Regions from separate parts of the Mus musculus genome. Here region 1 is linked to region 2. The links are chromatin contacts, called in public promoter capture Hi-C maps. All regions are on one chromosome and are shown on one strand. The core of a region is the stretch at or near the end of the contact, and the rest is flanking DNA. Distances in the headings are between cores, read along the strand shown.

What was found. Promoter capture Hi-C pulls out the DNA fragments that hold promoters and counts their contacts.
Region 1: a promoter capture Hi-C map of the C10 cell line shows a contact between it and region 2. The contact joins the promoter of Htatip2 here to the enhancer-like site in region 2. A contact is called at or near these places in 3 of 39 promoter capture datasets (the C10 cell line, liver and neutrophils), 1 of 115 datasets of contacts at active chromatin or transcription factors (embryonic stem cells) and 3 of 9 other capture datasets (adipose tissue, liver and pancreatic islet).

What each region holds. Positions count from the first base shown.
Region 1 is chr7:49,754,419-49,761,022 of GRCm38.p6, reverse strand. It overlaps Htatip2 (HIV-1 Tat interactive protein 2), which reads right to left and starts at 1,917. Exons shown (of 6, transcript NM_016865.3): 1 at 1,712-1,917; 2 at 1,230-1,425. The coding sequence starts at 1,809. It overlaps Gm32962 (a long non-coding RNA gene), which reads right to left. Exons shown (of 2, transcript XR_391460.2): 2 at 4,862-5,372.
Region 2 is chr7:49,565,347-49,572,216 of GRCm38.p6, reverse strand. It overlaps Nav2 (neuron navigator 2), which reads right to left. Exons shown (of 39, transcript NM_175272.3): 23 at 1,442-1,525; 24 at 972-1,083. Among named protein-coding and RNA genes, the nearest start is that of Gm32694, 9.3 kb to the right of the region's middle. Within about 2 kb of position 4,491, at least 16 of the 459 cell types and tissues checked have an H3K27ac peak or open chromatin away from gene starts, as enhancers often do.

The sequences.
Region 1 (6,604 bases), core at 668-3,167, 190 kb before region 2:
ATAGTGTGCAAGAGACTGAACCAGGGACCTTCACTGTGCCAAGTGAGCACTCCATCAACTGAGCTGCATCCCCAGCCTCCTGTGTTCTCCTCTATGGTATTTCTAGCCTCCACTGAGATTGGCAAGCTAAGAGAGGCGCCACTGGCAGAAACAGAAGCAATTTTGAGGCTAGCCTATCCTCCTTAGAGAAACACTGTCTTAAACCTAAGCCACTCTATCTAAGAGCAGAAGAATGCCATCAAACGTGCAGTGTTCCATTACCGTCACACAGGAGTTCAGATGCTATCTTGGGTTGTCACTACCTTTAGTTCCCTCTGAAGGATTTTCCTGGCATGATACATACTATATACTAAAGAAAAATTAAATTAAACACGGCCTGGTTAAGAGGAGTGCCACCAAGTCTCTGCTCTCAAAGAAAATTGCAATCTTAGGCTCCACTGTCCAGGAATCTGCACAGGGAGGGTTCAGGAAACCAGACTGTGGGGTTCACCCAGCACCCACCTGAGCCCAAGCAGAGATGTCTATTTTAATCAGCAAGTTCTGATGCACCAGGCATTGGTAAAACAAAACGACCAGGAAATCACGGAAATCAAGGACCTGCATTTGCAAGTGTGCACACTAGGCAAAAGTGGGGCCCATGGGAGACTGCTTTGAGGTCCCAGCAGCACACTACGCTGTTTAATTTGCTGCAGTTGATAGGTAACTCTTGTTTACTGGAGAACAGAATGTCCACGACTCTCCAATTTAAGATACTTGGGCATCATTTCCAGATGGAAGTCTGGCATTACCATTTGCTGTAACTTCAGGAAGCCAGTATGTGTTTACAAACACACAAGTCTGGGGAGTCAGGGGCTGTGGGGTGGATTCCTGCTTGGGAGAAAAGTCCTTGTCACACTTTTCCATTCTGATATTGTGAAACACACTGGTAAGCAAAATGTGCAAGCAGTGCGCTCTAGGAACTATAAACAGCGCCTTTCTCTGACTACCATACCCCATTCCAATCTAAGTTCTGAACACAGGACTGCATTGCAGGACGCTAGAGTGTAAAAGGCAGGCCTACAAGCCAGTCACAACCCAGGGATTAATGGAAGGGCTCTTCTAAATCCATCGTGCCCAATTTTGATGATTTCTATGTCTCCACCACCACCTGGCCTTTGGATAATGGACACCTTCCCCTCAGCAAAATGGTTGCAGCTACATTCCCTTTTAGCCCCAGCTCAAATACCCACCACATTTTTATAAGCTTCCTCCTCGAAGGTGAGCTTCCTCCGACCAATGAGCGTTACTTTGGAAAACAGGTTCTGTCCCAGGATTTCCTTTAAAAGTACTTTGCCAGTTTCCCCGCTGGCGCCCAAAATAAAGACGGATTTATTCTGCATCTTGAAGTCTTCCCGAAGCTTCGGCAGTGCTTCCTTGTCCGCCATGCTGGGGAAACAACACCCGTGGGTCCTGTCTCAGAGTGCTAGGTGACACTCTTTACCCTGGGGGACAAGGGTTGTTAACTGTTGGGCAGAAGAGACTCACTCTACACAGTCCCAACCCTAGGGAAGTGCTGAGTCACAGCTCAGACAGTGGCCAATCCGAGCACCTCACAGGTGCCCGGCTGGATGAGCCCAGGTTGTCTCTATGCCACCAAGCCTCGCAGCCCACGGTAACCCAGCCTGCTTGGGCAGGGCTGCAGGGCCCGGCTCCATTCCCTACCCGGGGTTACCTGGGAGCAGCCCCGGACCCCTCGTCCCCACTCTGCAACAGTAGCATTGAAGCCACCAGCGCGGCTACGACCGTGCCCAGCACCGTGGGACCGAGCATCTCGCCGCCTGCAGCCCCGCTGTCTCCCCTCCCGGCAAGGAGCCCCAAGAGGTCCAGCCGGAGCCTACCGGCCGCGACGTCTTCCGGGTGACAGCGCGCTCGCGGCCCCGCCCCACCGAGGGCTGGAGCTGAGCGCGGGACCCGCCCCTGCGCGGGAGCTGCACCCAGGGCTCGAACCACACTCCCCGGGGCTGAGCTGCAGCGGGGCGGGGCGTGGGGGGGGCGTGGGGCTGTGCTTCACCCCAGCACAGATCTCCTCCCTCCGTCCCCCATAACCCTAGTTGCAACCGCGTTCTTCCTAACCACCTGGGGCCAGAGCCTTCAGATTTTAGATAAAAGGCATCCCGGACTTGACTCTTGGTCCCCAAATCATCTCATTCTCCTCGTTAAAAACTAGTCTCTTCTTAGGCTGGGGACGTAGCATGTAGCTCAGTTAATCAAGCGCTTGCCTGGCATACGCAGAGCCCTGGATAAAGTTGGATGTGGTGGCACAAGCAGGCAATACCAGCAAGGATGATTCTCCTTGGAAACAGAATGTTCTGAGTTCTAGGACACCCTGAAATATATGAACTTCTGTCTCAAGAGCGAAGGAGGACTTATTGGGAGGAAGCTCTCAAAACAGAGGTAGGAGAGGCTAGTACCAGGTGAGTAAGATCAAAATATATAAACATGAAATTGTTAGTAAAGCAAGACATAAAAAGAAGAAGAAGAAAAAAAAGCCTAGCTCCACTTAAGCTCTATGAAAAACAAAACTCTTTCTTGCCTCTTTAAAGACACATATCCTATTCCCTCAAGCCAGAAGCTAGGGGGGCTCCTTTGACCAGTTTTCAGGTTGATCTCCCTGCCCAGGTGCTGGCCCCCTTCTGGATGGTTGCGGTAGGAAGAGTTTCCAAACCTGATCCAATTCACAACAGGATCAATGGTTAGAACACAGCTATCCACACTGGGCATGCCCTGGATTTTGGATGCATAGAGATTAGAATACTATGACTCTGAGATACTTTCTAAACTGCATTTATTTTGTGTGTGTGTGTGTGTGTGTGTGTGTGTGTGTGTGTGTGTGTGTAGAGGTGTTATGACCGGTGTATGAAGGTCAGAGGGCCCCTTGCAGGATTCAGTTCTCTCCTTCCATGATGTGGGTTTGCCTTGATCTAACTCAGCCTCTCCCAGACTCCCTCTCCCAGAGTCAAGTCCAGGATGTGATCCTGAGCTAAGAAGGATGGGCTGTGAGTGTGATGCTCCATCGCTCCATCTAGAAGCCAAATGAAAGGTACTTTCGCCCCCGCCTTGCTGGTTGAATGTCATTATATGAAAATCTGGCCTAGGCGTGGCATTCAAATACTTCCACACAGGTTTTTCCACTCTGGGGAGCAATACAAAGATGCAATGAAGACTAGGGGTGGAGCCCTGCTGGGCAAGGACAGGGAGATTAGGATGATGGGTAGCATCCTGTGAGCCCCTGCCCTGGCTTGCCTGCCTTAACCGCTGCCTGTTTGCAGGGGCTGTGTTGAGCGCTTCCTGTTTATTCTGCCTCTAGAGTCCTTTTCCGACTTGCTGCAGTCAGATGGACTCTGCTGTTTGCAGTTTAAAATGGAGGCAATGGAGAACACTGTTGTCCTTCCCCACTGGGCTGCCACAATGCCAGGCTGTCAGGATGTATAGGTGCTGCCGTGCACCTTCTCAGAGACTGCCATATGAAAAGACACCCTCAGATCTTGTCAGCTCACATGGGGGACCCGCGTATTGAATCTCTTAAAGAGATTACTGACTGTAGCAAGCCTATGCTTTGTTTTTCAAAATTGCGATATAGTATACTTAAAATCAAATATTCAGGTTCTAAGAGTTCAGGTCATGATTCTAGAACCATAGTGTATACCATGGCTAGGTACACAGCCCAATTCATGTTACCCCAGAACATGCCTTTGTTCTTCTACTTAGCTCTTCCAGGGTTTCTGAGTTCAATTCTGAGCAACCACATGGTGGCTCACAACCATCTGTAATGGGATATGATGACCTCTCCTGGTATGCATGAAAACAGCAATACATTAAATAAATAAATAAATAAATAAATAAATAAATAAATAAATCTTTAAAAAATATATATATTCCAGTATGGTGGCACAGGCTTTTAGTCCCAGCACACAGAAGACAGAGGCAGGAGATCTCTGTAAGTTTAAGGCCAGGCTGGTCTTCAGAGCAAGCTCCAAGACAACCAGACTTCCATAAAGAAAACTGGTCTCCAACAAAAACCATGTAGGGCTGTCAAGAGGGTTCCTCACGCATATATTTAAAAGTGTGCCTTAGACCCATGTTTGTCCAATTTGAGTTCATTTTCGTGGCCCTGGAGCTGCGTCCTGTGACATGTGGGTCAGACAGCCCTGAATGTTTCTTTCTGAGTAGCTGCTCTATGGTGGTGCTCTCTCCTCCTGCCATCCTGGACTGTTCCCTGGTAGCCATGGCAACCAGGACACAGCAACACAGTGGTAGCCAGGTCGAGGGTAAAGATAAGATTAATGACGATATGAATGCTCCCCAACAGATGTCTTAAAAGCCATAGGACCTCTCTTCCCTTCCCTGAACACAGCTACAAAAGACCTTAAGATTCTAGAGCACATGTAGAGTAAAAGGTTGGTCTCAAGAGGGACTCCATGACTTAACTTCATGACGTCACCTCCCGTGATAGGGGCATCACCCACACTCCTGCAATTAGCCCTAAACCCCTGCCCCAATAAACTCACTAGTCTCGCCATGTTGGACTTTAGCAAAATCATACCTGCCTGTCTTTTATGTCCCTTGGGAGTAAATAGAAAGGAGAAATGAATACCATGGTTGTTTCCCACTGATCCAGGAGGCTAGGTTAGCCCACATCCTGCTTGTAAACAGGTTAGGTTTGCTTCCAGTTATTTTTCCTGTTATAAACAAGGATTTGAACATTTCACAGCAGTCTCGCTGTGGATGTGTTCACATCGCTCTCCCAGGGCGGGTGCACCATTTCAGACGTCACCCACTTGGTATCATCATTCATCTTTAGAGGCCAAGCAACTCCCCATTATCCTTTCAGTCAGAGCTCTATATTGTGGCACATGCAGAGGCCCATTTTGAGTCTGCCTTTCCCAGGATCACTTTCAAGCTGACCATGTGACTAAGACCTCACCCAGGCGATGATCCATAGCCTCTCTAACGTTGGTTTTCCCATCCGTGGATGAATGAGGACAATGACCTAAGCCGCAGAGCTGGATCAACTGGATCATCATGAGAGCGGTCCATACAGCATCCACTCTGGTGTTCATCAGAATCAGAGAACGGCCAGTAGCAATGATCTCGTCACACTTGGATGCTGAAGCACACAGCGGGAGTGGGGTGGGGGTGGGGGTGGGGGTTCTGTTCTGGCTACTCCAGGGCATCTCTTTAGGAAAATAATGACAGATGAACATTAAAAAACAAAGCTGCCTGGGCTTGCCCTTGACTGACTAGCTCAAGATCAGTAAGCGTTTGTTGTTATGCGTCTTCTGTTTCCAACATGTTTGTGTGTCTCTCTGTGTAGGCTATGTGTCCTTGGATGCCTGAAAGAAGACAAAAGAGGGCATTAGATTTCACAGAGCTGGAGTTACAGGCGGTTGTGAGCTGTCTGGTATGCTCTGCTTCGAGGTTATCCTGTATTCTTTACCACTGAGCCATCTCTCCAGCCCAGGACCAGCTGCTTTTAAAGATGCTGAAAAGAGTTTGCTACTCAGTTAAAGAAGGATTTCACTATGAGAGGGGAATGCATTGGGATCTATTTCCTCATAGTAGCCAGAAAGGAACAGCCTTCTACTTAAGGAAGCGCATGGTAACTGGAAGAAAACTGGGATTCAAGTCTTCCACTTAAAAAAAAAAAAGTAAAAAACATGCAACAATACACAGTCCTGTTTAGAACTTTATATATTACTGATTTAACACTTGTAGCTTTTGAAGAGGATCAAGAAAACAGAAGGAGAGAGAGAGGGGACAGAGAGAGATCTTTTTAGAAACACAGTAGACAAAATTCGTTTTACAGGTTGTACAGGAAGAAAGGAGCAGAAGGAAATTTAGACAAATGAGGAAAAGACCAGGGAAAAATGGCTACAGGAGCCATCACAGCTCTGACATGACACTGAATAGCTGGCGTTCAGACAGGAAACGCCAGTTCTCCAGGGCATGCTCTGTGTGTAAGCTCCCATGCACCTGTCTGTACCCAGGAAACACATTCAGACAGTCCAGCCTCAGCTGCTCTGAAGTAATTGCAGATATCAAGCACCAGAGGGCGCCAGAGAAGGCCGAAATGCTCGCTCATTCGGATACCCAGGTGGTCCAAAATGCCTTCTAATTATTTATAAGAAAACTTAGAGTTGGTTCTCTGGGTTGTTAACGTATGGGACAATTATGCGTGTGAATTTAGTGTCTAATATACTTTCAGTGTGAGCCGGGTATTTCATAAGTAAATAAGCAGTGTGGGAGGGTTCAGAAAGCAAAGGGATGGCCTCTAACGCATGTGTGCAGTCACTCAGCTGCTTTCCGTGTGCCTGGTGGTATGTTAAACGCCAAGGACAGAAAGACAGGCGGAATCACATTTTCTGTTGAACCCATGTGTAACAGAGATTTTAAACTTAGTGCTACTTTGCTAATTTTTTTTTTTTAAATCTGGAATTCTTACACCCTCATCTATTGGACTCTTTAGAAGAAGTATGTGATGGTTGAGTCAGGCAAGCACAGGAGGTTTAGGCTCGGACTCTATTTGGTTCGGGTTTTGCAGCCCACCCCCTTCTTGTAATAGTGC
Region 2 (6,870 bases), core at 3,242-5,741:
TACTGAGGCACCATCGCCTCCGGGCCCCGCTCTTGGTATTAAGAGCCTTGGCTGATAATGTCTATGCCCTCTTTCTTTCTCAGGCTCTCCATGCCATCTTGTCTTCTCTTCCCTCCGCCTCCAGCGCTCTTTCCTCTCCACTCTGGATGGCCAAATCTTTCTAACCCTTCCCACCTCAACTCCATCATTGCTGTTTCTGAGACCCAGTGTCTAAAGAACAGCAATGCCCAGAAATAACGAGATGGCTGAAATCATGGTTACAGCTAGCTTTCCTCCTATGGCTACAAGTGTCTCTAATCCTTAAGACATCTATGCTATAAGTAGAGCCAGAAGGCCTGAGGGTCAGTGCCCACTTCTGTTTCTAACTATCCTTTGACCTTGGAAAGCCACCACCACCTCTAAAGCACTTGGCTATCATTAGCATGGTGAGCTAGGGGCCAGTCAGGTCCTCAGAATAGAGTTGTGGAGAGATAAACAAGTGTTAAGGGGGAGATTTCTTGGCCTGGTGTTAAAAACACAGGGGAAGCCTTTTCTGTATACAAGGTACCCATTCTGTACCAAGCATAGGTGCTGTTCAAATGGGTATTGCTGGAGCGAACTCACATACATGCCCACCAACTAAAGATACACAAAGCCCAACAATTTGTTAAGGCAGCTTACTAAGGGCAACTAATAGATGAACCCATTCTACTTTCTCTGCCATATGCATATTAATCTTGGAAACATGAGAGAAGCCATAAAACACTATGATGTTTCCCCATAAGAACCTATTTCTTCTGTCTTTAAGACTGATAGAGAAGAGGCTACGCTACACTAGTCATCTCTGCAGTGGCCAGAAGCAAGCAGATGAAAGGGGTCTGCCTTCTGGGTCCAGCCCCTTGGAGGTCTCTCGCCCCCTAGCAGGAGGGCTGCGTACAGCACTGCACGAGAGGCTGCCATGAGAGGCCTGTCCAAGGCATGGCTCACGCTACCTTTGCAGTTGAGCTCTGGCGTGTTAATCACTCCATTAATGGCAGCCTGGGCAGCTGCATTCTGTTTCTTCAGCAGCTCGATGGTTTTTCTTAACTCGTTCAGTTCTGAATCCTGAAGGTGAGAAAGATATAACAGGTACATCCCAAACCAGCTCCATAAAGAACAACTCAGAGGCCAAAGACAGAGGAGGGCAGTGTCAAAGGAGTGTCACAGGGATCTGCCTCACACAGGGATCTAAACGCAGTTGTAAGGACATCAGGGAACACATCAAAAGAGGGGCCAAGACCACTAGATCCATAGGTGACACCAGGACCAACTCTTGGTTGAGCTAGGCTATACCCAACACGGACCTACTCTTGACATTCAAACCCTAGTTTTGCATGTCCCAAACCAGTCCAAGACATACGTTAAAAATCTGCATCTTTGTCTAAAATGAAAGAGACAGCAGCAAACGGCACCCTAGCCTTACCTTCTGCTCAGCGGTCATAGTTAAACTCTGTAGCCTGATGGTCATGTTTCCCAGACTCTGCTCGAAGGCTGCCACAAGGTGAGCCTAGAGGGGAAGATGAGGACTCAGTGACATCATCTTGCAAGGTCGGGAGTGGGTTCCCAAGATAGAAACCTATCAGAGCCTCCTCATGTGGCCTGGACAGGTTCAGCCTCCTTTTATCTCTCTGGGATCGTTTAGTCTAGCCTTGCCTTTACTCAAATACTTCTTCCTCAAGTGTTCTTCCTCCCTGCCTGGTACCATTTCCCTACCCACTTCTTGCCTAGTTTTTAATGTGTCTGTGACTGGTGATACCACCAGTCCGGGTCTGCTCTCTCACTCCCATGAGCCCACTGTTTTTTTTTTTTTTTTTTTTTAAAGATTTATTTTATTAATATATGTAAGTACACTGAGGCTGTCTTCAGACACTCCAGAAGAGGGAGTCAGATCTCATTATGGATGGTTGTGAGCCACCATGTGGTTGCTGGGATTTGAACTTTGGACCTTCGGAAGAGCAGTCGGGTGCTCTTACCCACTGAGCCATCTCACCAGCCCCAGAGCCCACTGTTACTCAACACTTTGAGGCTGTCCTTCGAAAAACATGGGGTATGTGACTGCCATTATGGCTGACTCCGCAGCACACTGTAGCAGGGGATCTACTGTTCCCCAAATCTGCTGTTTCAGTCGCCGAGCCCATAATACAGGGTTATGGGAAGCAGGGTTATAGAAATGAACGGACAAAGTGGCAGGCTTATTTTCCTTGTTATAATCCTCATTAATAAAAAGCCACCGAGAGGCCCATCTGCTCCCTCCATGAAAAAAACCTTTCCCAGCCTCCCCCACACCCCAGGGAGACACTTTTTCCTAGGCTCCTGCACACTTTGATACACTCTTGTTAGAAACAAGACACCAGATGCAACATCTTAAAGGCGGCGCAGAAAACGTTCCAAAAGTGGCCAGTTATAATTAGACTATGCAATTCAGTCTTCAGATGCTGCAATGTAACGATATAAAAATTATGTGTGCTGGGTTGGGTGGATAGCCCAGCTGTTAAGAGCGCTCCTTCCACCCTGGGGGTTTTTAAATCAAATGGGAGTCCACAGACAAAGAGTGCCCGCCTGCCTGCCTTTACCACCCTGAGCCTCCTTTCTGTCCGACATCTATTTCTTATTCTTGGTTCGGGTTTTCTTTTTAAAGATTTTTACTTTTATTTTATGTGTATGGGTGTTCTGTCAGCATGTATGTGCGTGTACTATACGCATGCAGGTCTCTGAGGAAGCCAGAAGGGGATGTCAGGTCCTCCTGGAGCTGACGTGCTTGTAAGCCATTGTTGGTTCTGGGAACTGAACTCAGATCCTTTATAGGAGCACAGGGCTATTCTCAGAACCTATGTTGAGTGGCTCACAACCACCTGTAACTCCAGCTCCAGTGTTTCCAATGCTCTTTTCTAGCCTCAGTGGGTGCCTGAATATACTGGAGCGCGCATGCGCACACACGCACACACACACACACACACACACACACACACACACGCATGCATGTAAATAAAACACAAACCTCTTTTAAAAACAAAACAATAGCTAAGTGTGGTAGTACTTGCTTTTAATCCTAGCACTTGGAAGGCAAATCTCTGTTGAGTTCAAGGCCAGCCAGGAGCATATAAAGACAATAGACAAACAAACAAATAAAAACAAAAACCAATGTATATCTTAGAATTGAGAAATGTGTTTCTTGGAGATTCTAGGGTCAAGGTCAAGAGGTAGGTAAGCGTGCCAACACTAAGCTTGTTTGTACTTGGAGAATAATGAACACATGATGTGTCTCTGTTGATATAGTCCACTGCTGGTTGAATGGGAAATCTGGAAAATGCAAGTAAAGCCAAATTTAAGGGACTGGAAAGATGGCTGAGCCGTTAAGAGCACTTGCCGTTCCCACAGTGACTTGGGCTCACTGCTCTTGCAGAGCTGGGGAGGACCAGCTGGGAGACTGGGGATGAGTCTGAAAAGAAGTGAGTCTTAACCACACTGTACAAACCCAGAGGAAAAGGTGATCAGTGTCCCCAGGGAAGGAGAAGTGTGGGACAACAGGTGGGCAGGGCTGTGGAGTCAGCCTGGATCTCAACCGAGAGGGAACTGCAGTGACTCAGACTTCATCAAGATAAGCTGGTTAGGGTTAAGAGAAGCTGAAGCTAGGACCACTTATTGTCATGGAGCAAAGCCACCATCACATCGAAATTATATGGATGGCTTCTTTTTTATTACATTCTCTATTTATCTGAAATGGAAAAAATACCTCTGTACATTAGTATATCTTCACCTAGGGAAAAAATATTTTTATCTATCCATCTATCTATCTATCTATCTATCTATCTATCTATCTATCTATCTATCTATCGTCAGGGTCTCACATTCTTCCTTAGGCTGGCATGGCAGTCACTACATGGTCTATACTGCTCAGGAACTCGTGGTCATCCTTCTGCCGCAGCTTCCCTTGGGTTGGGACTATAGACATGGTCACCATACCTACTAAAGCCAATCAACTCAATATGGCCCAGTGAGTGGAGGAGACGGGTCAGGACATAGTGTGCTGTCCTCACCCAGAAGAGGAAGGTGTGAGGCTTGATGACTGGCATTCATCTTCAGTCCTCATCTGACTGTCACCCAGGACCCCAGTGTGATCGCTCTTCAGTTTTGTGAACCCTCAAGCAGGGTGACTTACTCACACTGTGAAAGTGTGTTTACAGGCTCAAAGAGCAACCACTTAGGCTCTGAAAGTTCAGAGATCCAGGTCTGCTGTCAAGCCAAAGGGGTGCTTTCGTGTCCTCAGTACAGCTATAAAAACACAGGGATTGGAGGAGATGGGGGTGGCTGGACCTAGCAGGGCTGCACAGCACATACAACGGCCTTCCCGCCAAGTGCCGTTCTCACATTCCCAGGGAAAACAAATGGAGAGCTAGAAAAACACTAGCTAGGGCAGCTCTGAGTAGCCTGTCCTAGGAAAACAAACACAGCTTGGTCTCCAAGAAAGATGGCAGATAATAAAACTCGAGCGGCTGAGGTGGAGGGTGGTGTGTGGTAAGAGTAAGTATTTACTTTAAAACAAAGCTGGACTCAGCAGCGTTTGTGAGGCACAACACACTTTTGGGATAACGGAAGGGGCCACGCTTCAACCCTTCTAGCGCGAAGAGTAGAACACCACAGGCCGACCCACACAGGGCTCCTGGTGGCAGGTCAGGGTGATGGAGGGATCAACCCAAGGTCACTGAGAAACGACTTGTACTTGCTGTTGAGTCAAGGGCAACAACTAATGACTGTCACAAATCATGAGGCATTTCCTGGGGGGGGGGGGGGTGACCATCCACCTCCCTGAGGCTGCATTCAGTGCTGGACTCAAGTATATACATTCAGTTTTCCAATTAGAGGGCCTATTTAGGATATAAGCCTGAGAATTCAGGTCTGAGATTGTTTCTCATGATTTCTTGACTGTGTTAAGTGTGTATGTGTGTGCCACATTTAACTGTGAGTGCCTAAAGAGGTCAGAAGAGGGCATCAGATCTCCTGGAGCTGGAGTTATAGGTAGCCACGAGCCATTGGATAGGGATGCAGGGACCCTAACTTGGGTCCTCTGGAAGAACAGCCAATGCTGTTAACTGCTGCGCCACCCCTCCAGTCCTCCAGTGACCTTTTGATAGCCACACTGATAGTGGGCTGGGTGAAGAAAAGAACTGCAAAGCACATAGTGGCCTGGGTCTTGTGGTTTTGGAAAAACAGTCAGAGGTTTCCAGCGACATATAAGAGCTTGGGAGACAGATGAAGGCGTTTACACTTCCCGGGCTTGTAATTAAGGGCGCTTCACGCTTCCCTTCGGGTGCAGATCTAAAAGAGCCACACTTCCTGGAGTCAGTCAGGCTCAAGCAGGAATTCGCAGGGCAAAAACTCCAGGTAAATGACTACTCTAGGGCTTTGACTCACTCTCCTGGTCAAAGGAGTACAGCCTTTGAAGTGGCTTCCATTGTTAGTATGTAGCGGGGTCTCATAGCGAGCTCCCCAAGTCCACCAACACCACCTCAGGCTCTGGTACCCTGCTCTGTGCTGCTCTGTGGCTACACTGTGAATTCCTGGGCAGGAAGTCTGGCCTTGGAGCCACTCAGTACCTGCCGAAACCTGAGGTTTTGCCTTCTGAGTCTCATATTCTATGGCTCACAGCCCCTCCGTGGGGCCCCTCTGTGGGTCTCCCAGATAGGGTTGAAAGACTCTTGCCTGCCCCTCCCTCCCTCTCCCTCTCTCATTCTCTCCTTCTCCCTCCTCCATTTGGACCAAAATAGCAACTTCAATCTCCAGAGTGGCAGGGTTCTTCTAAAGGTCCCAAAGCCCCTCTGAGAGCTCAGACACTCAGAGTCCCTAGCCTTTCCTCTCTATGGCTCTTCCCATGGCTCTGTGCTCACTCCTGGCCACAGGTGCTAACTGTATAAGTCACTCACACTTCACCTTGGCCCTTGCACTGATTGCTCGATTTGGTTTGGATGGGCACTCTTCTCCTACAGGATATCCATCTGGTGTTACTTCCTGACTCCGGTCCTACCTGCTACCAAGATGCGGCTCGGTGCTCCTGTGTTTTCCTCCCTGTACGGCAACAGTGATCACGTACCAGGGAAACTGCTCATTTTGCCTCCCCTCCGCTCCAGAGGTGGCAGTGATTCTGCCTGCCTTGCTGTTGGGACTCACAGCCCGGTGTTGCTGGCACTAGAAAAACGTGGCCAGACAGACCAAGGCTGGCAGTGCTGAGCACTGTGCATGATGTAATTACAGAGCGCTGCTGGTGTTTATTGCGAAGCTATAGAGGTCTTTCTTCCCCTGAATTCCCTTGTGTTCTCAACTCCCTTTAGACTGCAGTCTTCAGAAAGAGGAAGGGAGGCAAATTAATTCTTAAAGGATTGCGAGCCTTGGTCAACTCACAACATGACACAAGGAGACGATGATCATCCCACCGTGCAGATAAGCAAAGGCAGACCCCAAAGTTACTCAGCTCGTGCCAAGCATATTGCTAGCACCTGACCTAATACCAGTGCCTGCAGGGCTAAGACATATGTCCTTGTGAGCCCAGAGTTGCTTCTTGAATGTCCAGAGACCAAGTGCCTCACAGCAAGGCTCAGAAAGCAGATGGCTATTTCCCGATCTATCTTCAGCTTCTACTCTGTCGTGTTCTTGCTTCGAACTGTTTTATCCCGTCCTTAACTCCTACCCTGCCACATCCTTGGTTCCCTCCCTGTCCAGCACTGTCAGGGGCTTCCACTTAGTGCTCTCTTCGGCTCCTATCCCATCCCTGGCTCGCAGCACCCTGTTTTACCTGTGACTCCCACTCAGCCCTATCTCTTGTACCCATGCTGTCCTGTCCCTGGCTCCTGTGAGCGT